Linked DNA regions of Sus scrofa: region 1 is linked to region 2. A link is a contact called in public HiChIP or PLAC-seq data. All regions are on one chromosome and are shown on one strand. Each heading gives the region's core, a stretch centred on a gene start, on an enhancer-like site or on the middle of the called end of the contact. The rest is flanking DNA. Distances are from core to core; before and after follow the strand shown.

Region 1 (5,095 bases), core at 156-2,655, 280 kb after region 2:
GGGAAAATCTTCTGGCGAGGCGGAAAATCAGAATCAGTGCTTGCATCTTCACCAGACACATGGATGGGGCTGCGCAGTGGCCAGACCAGACCCCAAGCCCGACTGCCAGCGGGTAAGCCCAACTTCACCTTGGGTCGCGTGTCCACCTCGCGGGTCACCTCTCTCATCGCCTTCCTTGTTTCTCTCCCTCTCCCCAGACCTCTCGGGCTTCCCGCTGGGCCGACCCCGACCACTTTGCCCAGCGACAGAGCTGCATGAATACGTTTGCCAGCTGGTTTGGCTCCATGCCGCTGATCCACTCTCAAATGAGGCTCGACCCCGTCCTCTTTAAAGACCAGGTCTCTATCCTGCGGAAGAAATACCGAGACATCGAGCGACTTTGAGGAGCCAGGCCGAGTGCCAAGTGGGGGAGGGGACGCGAGAGAAGAGACAGGGTTGGCCGCTCTCTCTTCCCAGTGCAGGTCTGCTCAGCAGGGGAGCCAGATTGTGCCAAGCATCCAAATAAACTCAGACCGAATCACACGAAAAGAAAAGAAAAGGAAAAAAAAAAAAAAAAAAAAAAAAGGCCAAGGGAAACTCACCTCCTGACTCTCGGGACTGCACGGGACTGCTCCAGACTCACCTCACTGGCTTCTATGTCCCAAGACTAGGTTGTGTACAGTTTAATTATGGAACATTAAATAATTATTTTTGAAATGATTGCTATGCAGGTTTAAACTTTTTTAATGATCAAAACTATTAAAAACCAGAGTTCTTTCTTTAATCAAAATTGTGTTGGTTGTGAATATTTCAAAGCTGCTACTCCTCTTCCCATAAACAGTGTTGCTGCTGGTCACGCAGGGTCACCTGTGGTTACCAAAAGCTCAGACTTCTCAGAAAACACCTAAGTCACTCTACCCAGTGTCAAGAAATAACCAAACGTAATTAAGACAAGTTCCTTACTCAGCTTTGCCAGCGCACATTGTTTTCCATTTGGAATTTTCAGATCCACTTGAACTTTTATCTCTTAAACCTTGCTGCATGAGAGAAAGTATTACAACCTCCAGGTAGACAGTTCTGAAAACTTTATGTTTGAGATACAGAAGTATGATCGTTTTTGTCATGGGAGGGTGGGGGGAGTTAGTACCAAGAAAACGCTGTATAATTAAGAAATGTTCCCTTTGCGCAAGGAACCATGCAAACAATCCACCAGCATATTAGTGAGATGGAAATACTGACCCACAATAGCCAACCCAGTGCTTTTCAGGGAGGTGGGCTAGATTATACATTAAACCATTGACACATGTCTCCTTAGAGTTGGGAAAGGCTTTGGGTTAGAAGCAAAAGAAGATATAAGTATGTTGGTGGCAGATCAGGAGTCACAAGACAAGCTTTGCTCACAGTTGTGAAAAACCTCAAGTTTCCAAAGCTTCGCCCTTGAGAAAGAAGTAACAATGTCTCAATCTCATTGAACATGAGGATTGCTGAGAAGTAAAGGAGGGTATACTTCTCCACAGGCGGCCTCATACCACTTGGAGTCAAATGTGATTTCGAGCAAGAATCTAGCAAAAAGAATAATCAGAAACAAATGCGAATGTTGTTTAATTTCATACTAATTTTTAAATCCGTGGTTTAGCTGTGCTTCTTGTTAAAAGAACATTCCTATCCCTGCAGATGCCGCTTGAAGGTCCTGATTATAAAGTTGCAATTACAAACGGAAAATCTGTTTCTCCCATATCCCTTAATGTCATTGTAAAATATGGAGCCTTCTGATATCAAATGCTTTCTTCTACTTGGAAAAGATGAGAGAGTTAGAGAAGAGAAAGATATTATTGGGCCCTACCACCTCTTAGGCGGAATAAACAAGAAGAATTCGATTTATTTATTTATTTATTTTTGGCCTCTAAACTCTCATATAGCTCATAAGTTTGTTTCCAAGTGTTGGGTTCATAGAAAATTTCATCACAGAATTATGTTCAAATAACTCCGCGTGCCTGGCTTAGGTCAGTGGAAACCATAAATCCAGGAGAATTGAACTCATTCTTGTTTGGTAGACATTTGGAAGAAAAAGGGGAACAACTTGCAAAAAGACTGCAAGGAGGGACACCGCTGTGAACACTGGAGAGGTGACTCAATATGCTGCCTAGTGGCCGAGCAAGGACAAGAGCCAGATATCCAGATGCTTGCTGTGAGTGGCACACAGGCAATGAACTTCAATGAAAGGCTTTTCTCTGCCACCTTGTGACTCAGAAGTGCTCCCCTAAATATCTCTCATCCCATTTGACCCAGCCTTAGCCCAGTCTCATACATGTAACATTTTCTGCTCAATGGATGTGCCTATCTCTTAAGTATTTGTTGACAAACAATTCCTAGGTCTATGGTTTTTGCCCTTGTTTCCTTCTATAAAATGCCCAAATAGGTGTCCAGGCCATGTCAGCTGCAGCGCTCAGCAACGTAGAGGGTTAGCACTGAATCTGGCCTTTGCAAATATGTATCTAATTTTTTAGGTTTGCCAAATTATTCCCGTTATCTTTTTCCTTTGCAAAAATGAATGCACTGTTTGGTTCAACGACCCCAAGTTCCTTGAAACTCACGTTGTCACCGTGGCTTGCCGATCTGTGTCCCTCATTGTACCAGTCGGGCACATGAATGGATTCAGGGGCCACTTTGCCAGCTTTACCTGTCACCAATCTTACATATTCCCCGCAAACAGTGTAGGTTTGTGGGGTGTTGGGGGGAAGATGGCAATTATAAATGAGAATAGGATCTGACACACTTTTCAACCACTTGAAATCTCTGTGGTTTCATTTTATGACATTCTCAGAGCACATCTCTTTGGAATACCAGCTAGTATATTCTTTTCCCGTTTGGAATCCACAGCTGGGAGCTGAACAACACTGAGCCAATCAACGAATCCCAACAGGAAGATGTAACTTTAATTCACTTAGGCAAGAGTTGTATTTCATTGCAGCACATTGACAAATCATAGCCAGCTCTGTAGGATGTCAGGAGTTATCTCTCAGTCAACTTTAATGATAACCAGGGGTCCCTAAGTCAGCCAACATGAATTGGGAAGAAGCCAAGACCAGAGACTGCAGTGCCAACCACGTAATGAATTTCATGCAGAAATTCCAAAGAAGACTCAGCCACTTAGGATTTCTACACAACGTCTATTTCCAGCTCCACATTAGGACATAGGATCTTAAAAATAACTTTTTAAAAGCTGGCTTAATGTAGTTATATGAAAAGGCTTATAAAAATCAAACCAAGTTTACATATACATGAAATTTATCACCTTTGTTGAAAACAACAGAAAGACCCAAAACTGAGTTTAGAGAGAAAAATCCATGAAATAATCACTGGAGTCATGTCACAAAAGATAACCGAGCGGGGTAGACCTACCTGGACACATCATGTTGGCCTACTTTCCAATAGGATGCTTCAGGAGAAAGTGAAATCTCTGTAACGTGAAATCTTACGTGCATTCCAGTTGAATTTCTTCTCATTGCAAATGGTGCTCAAAGAAGGATCAATCTCGGTTGCTTCCTTCAGTTTCCCTTTTGGAGTGATTTTTGTTTTTCATTTACAGTAGGCTATGTTAGCCTTTATTTTAGTGGTTGTGCAAACTAGGTCGCCTGATGGAACGTTACGCCGGTGGCCTTTCATAAAGGTTGCTGAACTTTCACCAGAGGTGAGATGAATGAAGGTAAATAGATCTAAATACTATTAGGGAGAAAAAGGGCTCTTGCTTTAAGAAGTAAGGAAATTTTAATCAAACCTGTTTCAAGGGTGAGAGTGAGGAAAAGGCAGCCCCACTAGCTTAGAAAAAGACCTGCTTAGAGAAGCTGAGTTACGGATGCAAAAGCCGAGGCAAACTTCCCAGATCTGAAAGCATCTTATGTTCCCTCAGCTCCCTGAGAGCTCCAGTTTTAAAAAGGACCAGTTACCTCCATGAACTCCCAAATTGAAATGTCCTTTCCTTCTAATCGTTCAGATAATCGACACGCGCAGCCAGGACACCTTCGTTGCTAAACTCACTTATCTAGTGTCCATTGGCAGCAACAATGGACAAGACCCTTCCACATGGCTTTGTCATCCTCAGCCAGGTTTAACTAAGAAAGCTCTTTCACTGCTGGCCTCATTCTCTCAGGTGTGATCGAGGGGAGCCAAGTTGTTTTGACTTGAGTTCTCAGTGAATAAGTATTAATACCAGACTCTGCCAAACTTGTCTCCTTCCATCTTAGAACTTCAGCAAGTACGCGTTTGATTACTCCTTGACTCCAAGTCTACTTTAAAAAAAGAAAAAAAAAAATGAGATCGAGAAGTTTCCTTGTGCAGCACATTAAGGATCTGGCACTGTCACTGCTATGGTGCAGGTTCTATCCCTGGCCTGAGAACGTCTATATGCCAGGGGTGCAGCCAAAAAAAAAAAAAAAAAAAAATGGGACCAAGCTTCCTAAGAATTATGGTCTCTCCCATCACTTCAGTAACACTGTCCAGAATCTGTGGCTAGAAAAGCTGCTAATTACAGTATAATCTTGATAACAAAGGTGACTCTTGCAAACCATCCCTCCCCCCTTTCTGATCTTTACACAAATCAAGGGATATTTAGTTCCGTGATTTTTTTTTACTGAGTATGGGCTGTCAGTAGGTGCTAATTCAGAGTTCCAGTACTCATTCCTTATCAGGAGCCTAGATGAGCTACCCAAACTTGAGACTTGCCTTGCCCAATTAAATAGGTGAGGGAGGCTGTTGTATCCTCTGGAAAAGGGACAAGTGAGAACCATCAAGAAAGCCGTCTGATGAAGAGGGTCTCGCCTTTGTCTAAACTCAAGTCAGGCTAGTCTTTCGGTCACAGTGTTTTTGCAATGGTTTGCCTCTTAAGTCTCAAAGGCCATTTGACTTCTGTAATAGTTCTCTGTTCTTCTTTTACAGAAATACCTCCCTTTTCCTTTTGGTTGTAATTATGACTAAAATGAGGGCCATGCAGATGGCCTGGGTACCATGTAATGAACGTTGTATATTTATCTTGAGAGAAAAAATATGTACAGGCTATGTTGAGGGGTGGAAGAAAGATGTGGAAAACTGGAACTATTTTAGGTGGCAAGTTGTAAAG
Region 2 (5,102 bases), core at 2,120-4,619:
CGGTGGTGTCGGTCGCAGAGGTGGCTCGGATCCCATTGTTGCTGTGGCTGAGACGTAGGCCAGCAGCTACAGCTCCGATTCAACGCCTGTCCTAGGAACTTCCATATGCTGCAAGTGCGCTGTGAAAAGAAAAAAAGAAAAGTGAGGAGTGAACTGTATGTGACCTTTGCTCTCACTGATAGCACTTGCAGGGTTTGCCCTGTCCTGGGTGTCAGGGAACCTATGAGATGGTACAGGGGTGACTGTGCCCCAGGTAAAAGGTGTGATTCAGCAGAATAGGAGACCCACTGGAAGATTCCATTTCTGGCAGAGCAGGCCAGGTTTCTGGATGGTGGCATACCACGGCCCCAGGCCCTGAGGCTTCCTAAAGAAAAACAGTGCTTAAAAACATGATAAAAGTTATACAGAGCCTTGGTGGAACATTAGAAAACTGTAAAATATATGAAAATAAATTTTGGACTTCCCATTGTGGCTCAGTGGGTTAAGAACCCGGCTAGTACCCATGAAGAGATTCTATCCCTGGCCTTGCTCAGTGGGTTAAGGATCCTCTGGTGTTGCCAAGCTGTCATGTAGGCCAGCAGCTACAGCTCCAATGTGACCCATAGCCTGGAACTTCCAGATGCTGCAGGTGCGGCCCTAAAAAAAAATTAAAAAAAAAATTTCTTTTCTAGTCCCGATATGAGCTAAACACTATTATTAAATTTCAGTAGTTGGCCAGTTATAACCCCATGGACACCAGTGTAATTCTTTCTCTGTGAACCCAAGTACCTTGTACAGATATGTTAATTATCATTTAATTAATAGTAAGTAAATTTAACACATTTTCCTTAAGTGCCTTGTTTGTGGCAGACTCAGAAGTCTTGGAGCTGGGCCCACCAACGTGAACAAGACAAACTCCTGGCCATTCTAGTCTGTCGGTTCTCTAAAGTTGAAGGCAGACTTTAAGTGTATTTTTTAATTTTTATTTATTATTTTTTTGTCCTTTTGCCTCTTCTAGGGCCACACCTGCGGCATATGGAGGTTCCCAGGCTAGGGGTCCAGTTGGAGCTGTAGCTGCCAGCCCACACCAGAGCCACAGCAATGTGGGATCCCAGCCGCGTCTGCGACCTACACCACAGCTCATGGCAATGCCAGATCCTTAACCCACTGAGCAAGGCCAGGGATCGAACCCGCAACCTCATGGTTCCTAGTCGGACTCATTAACCACTGTACCACGACGAGAACTCCCTTTAAGTGTATTTTTGCATGTTGCTTTTTTCTTCACACACTCTCTAAGAGCATTTTCCTTTCCTGCTAAATAGGAAAATCCTATTAAAATACTAAAGGGGGATTTTGAATGGGGGCATGATTCTTTTTAGTAACTTAGAGCTGTGCTGTTGTTATTTACATTTTCTTAGAGATTTACCTTGTTTCCCATCTTTTCTTTTATTATACGTGCGTCTGTGATGGATTTCACTGTACCGAAGATTGGTTTTCTCCTTGTCTCTCTCTCCGAAGATACAGAACTTCTTCTCTCCTGAACCCCAGCTCAGTCCTTTTTGGAGAAATAGCTGTTTTGGGGGTGAGTCTGAGCACCCGCTTAGCGAAGTAGCCATCAGTACAAGACTGCTTAGATAAACATTTGTAGGTGTTAATTGGTCCTGCAGGGGGTCTTTGAGGCTCCCACTGCTTCTGTTCCCTTTGAGGTTTTGTTTTTGCTGAAGCCAAAAACCTCTCTGTGTCTCTTACTGAGCCCGTGAATTCCTCCCTGTGCTCAAAAAGCCTTTCCTGGGATCTCAGAATCTGTGGAGCTCACCTGTGTGGGTGTCATTTTTTTTCTTATTTATTTATTTTTTTTTAGCTAATTGTATCAGTTGATTAAAGCCATCCTCTCTTTTCTCCTCCGTTGTTAAATCCAAGGTCCTTTAGAGGTGAATTGAGACAGGTGGCTTTTCTTCTGGGGCATCCAGGTCAGGTCTGGGATTTTAAGTGCAAATGAGGCATCATTCTAAGTGATTGAAAAACTGAGACAAAAAACAGAATGAACCAAACAGTTTATGCCTAGTTAGTTCAGGGCTTCAGGGCTTTTTCTTGGCCTGGTGATGGCTTTGAGCAGCCTTGAGATTTGTGGAGATATGCTTTTTCCGGTTGTCTCCGTCTTTGTCTTCTGGGGAGCCCTTGAGAAGAGAGTGGTCACCCTGGACGAGGGATGTGACTGACCCCCACACACTCCTAGGCCTCTCAGCCTCAGTGTCCACATCTGTCAAGTGGGGGATCATCACCCCTCACAGGGTTCTGGAAAGGTCGAAAGGAAGTAGAGTCGGTAATTGCTTGTAATGCAAAACCTTGTACACGCTCATGTGCTCTCCACGGTGGTGGTGTTATTAAAAAGCCATCTTCTTGCCATTTTCTAATCAACCACAGAGGTTTGCTGAGTTTCATAACTTGGCTCTTAACTAAGCCACAGAAATAACTGCTCATCTCTTTCTTGATACTTAAGTCCCAGGAAATCGTGGTAGGTGCCCTGGAAGGCTGGCCAGTGTTTCGTGAGCTGTGGAAAGCCCTAAGTGTTGCCTGGGAGCTTGCAGGTGGCACAGGGCAGAGGTGGGAGCAGGTGGAGGGTGGTCCCCGGGGGAGCCAGGCATGGCCTTGACTCCAGATCCTCTGGGATCCCTGGGTGATGCTCGAAGAATGCAGGTAATGTGAGAAAAAGAATGCATGTATGTGTATAACTGGGTCACTTTGCTGTACAGCAGAAATTGACAGAACATTATAAATCAACTATAATAAAAAATTTAAAAAAAAGAATGCAGGTTTTCCCTTTTGCAAGTGACTCTTTGCCCTCACAGGTTGATGGTGACCTTTGGAAGGGTACCTTGTATGCATGGGCTGGTTTGGCAGGCCCTTAGATTGCAAAGAGCAGAATGTCGCTCTGGCCCCCTTAAGTTCAAGGATTTCTTGTGAGGGGATGTGGAACAGAAACTGGACTGGAACTGTTCCAGGAAGTTCTCAGGACCCAGCACAACACCTGGGATCTGCTCCTTTCTTCCCACTCTGAACCTTCATGTCTCCCCTGGCTGGCACCTCTGTGCCTGTGTGTGTGTCTGCCGACCACTTGTTGGTCTTTCCTGAATCCCCTGGAGGAAAGCAGCCTGATTGGCTTTCCTGGGGTTTATTACCGCTGGGGAGACCCATTCCTACGAGGCCACATCTCTGGGTCTGGTGGTAACCTCGTCAGATAAAAGACTGCCCTGTTGCCTTGTCATTCTTGATTTAATGGGTGGCCATCCTTTTTCAAAGAACAGCCCAAAGTTGCTTCCTGGAACAGGGGACTGCGGTTAGGGGAGGTTGGCTGCGGCAGGCACTGTTGAAGCCATATCCTGTTGGCACAGACGTATTTGAGCCTGGTAGATGATGGTAATAGCAAGAGCAACCCATATTTCTTGAGAGTATACTCTGTGCTGGGTGATGAGCCGTACCTTCTTTAATCTTTCTGGCCACCCTGGCAGGAAGGAGGCTCAGTGGAGGTGCAGAACGAAGTTCAGAGAATCTTTAAAAGTGATTTGCCTCAGAGCACACAGGGTATGAACCGAGGTTCCGTTCGTCTGACTTCTGAACTGGGGCATTCTTAACCGCGACACCAGAGTGCTTCTGCACAGCTGGAACGGAGGTCGTGAAGACCACACGCTTGTAAACAATAGTGTGATTGATTTACAGAGTAGCACTGGTGTTTCTCACCTAGGACTTATTCATTCTTCCTGGAGAGAGACGGTTGTAACCAACTTGATAACCTGGTTTCTCAGCCCACAGCAGATGAAAAGCAGTCCATCTCAAGAGAAAGGGATTCTTGCAGGCAAATCTGGGGAGTAGGGACAGCTGGCAACCCAAATGGAAGGAAGCAGGCCAGGGGAATGATAAAATGTCACACCCAGAAGGAGCAAAGAAGCATTGCAATTTTAGAACAGCTGGCTCGGAGCCCAAGCGTGTCCTGCAGACGACCCAGGGGTGGGCCTGTGAGTCCCACCACCTCGCACCCTGCTTGTCACCAGAGCTTCTGTAAATATTTGATGGGCTACAGCCTGATGCAGTGCTGACCACGAGCCCTGCCGGGTACAGAGGTCTGTGTTTAAGAAGTAGAGGAGGAAGTTCCCGCTGTGGCTCAGCGGTAATGAATCCATCTAGTATCCATGAGGATGTGGGTTTTATTCCTGACCTCACTCAGGAGCGTTGCCATTAGCTGTGGTGTCGGTCACAGATGTGACTCGGATCCTGCGTTGCTGTGGCTGTGGTGTAGGCAGGCAGCTGCAATTCCCATTCACCCCCTAGCCTGGGAACTTCCCTATGCCCCAGGTGCAGCCCAAAAAAGGAAAAAAAAAAAAAAAAAAAAAGAGGAGCAAGTAATGAATTTTATAAGTTTAAAAAACTGCTAGGGTTAAACTAAAAATATTTTGGCGCCCAGGAGAAGAAGCTCTCCATTTGAAAGCTTGTCTACAAAGCCTAGCAAGTTCCCCCAGAGCACTGGGTCTGTGGGGTGTCCTTAGAGTTTGCTTTGGAGTTGTGATATTTGTTGGTAACTCAGATTTTTGGGGTTTTATGATACATAGCAGTACTTTACGGTAATGAGATAGAAAGTTTTTTGCTGTTGCAGTGTGGGCCTGTGATGCCAGTCGTCCTTGATTGACTGGGGCTCCAAATGACTTGGGCTCTGGGCTCAGGTAAAGAGAGTGGCCCTGGGCCCAGGCTGGCCTGCCTGCCCCAGGTGTGGGTTGCGGAGGCAGAGACTGGGTGCAGGGAGGTGCCCTTAAGCGGATGAGGGAAGACCAGTGTGTTGCTTAGGGGCTGCCCTGCTAAGTATGTTTGGACACAGGTCTGTAGCCTGCCTGTGGTATGGAAATTCCCAGGATAGAGGTCAAATCAGAGCTGCTGGCCTACACCACAGCAATGCCGGATCCTTAATCTGCCGAACGGGGCCAGGGATCAAACCCTCGTCCTCATGGATACTAGTTGGGTTCAGTCCCTGGATTGGATACTGGACCACTGAGCCACAACAGGAACTCCTATAGCCTGCTTTTCCCACATTTCTAGGGGTGCCCAGGATAGGAACTGATTGGGTAGCGATCTGG

Evidence for each region. HiChIP or PLAC-seq counts read pairs in DNA pulled down with a chosen protein or histone mark.
Region 1: a contact with region 2 is called in an H3K27ac HiChIP or PLAC-seq map of alveolar macrophages. The contact joins two enhancer-like sites. A contact is called at or near these places in 1 of 5 promoter capture datasets (liver) and 1 of 2 datasets of contacts at active chromatin or transcription factors (alveolar macrophages).

The regions. Positions count from the first base shown.
Region 1 is chr4:20,935,001-20,940,095 of Sscrofa11.1, forward strand. It overlaps EXT1 (exostosin-1), which reads left to right. Exons shown (of 11, transcript XM_001924980.6): 11 at 198-769. The coding sequence ends at 383. Among named protein-coding and RNA genes, the nearest start is that of MED30, 280 kb to the right of the region's middle. Within about 2 kb of position 1,406, at least 1 of the 83 cell types and tissues checked has an H3K27ac peak or open chromatin away from gene starts, as enhancers often do. A contact at or near this core is called in alveolar macrophages, where this site is marked.
Region 2 is chr4:20,652,587-20,657,688 of Sscrofa11.1, forward strand. The region is part of intron 1 of EXT1 (exostosin-1); the gene reads left to right. Among named protein-coding and RNA genes, the nearest start is that of EXT1, 10 kb to the left of the region's middle. Within about 2 kb of position 3,370, at least 17 of the 83 cell types and tissues checked have an H3K27ac peak or open chromatin away from gene starts, as enhancers often do. A contact at or near this core is called in alveolar macrophages, where this site is marked.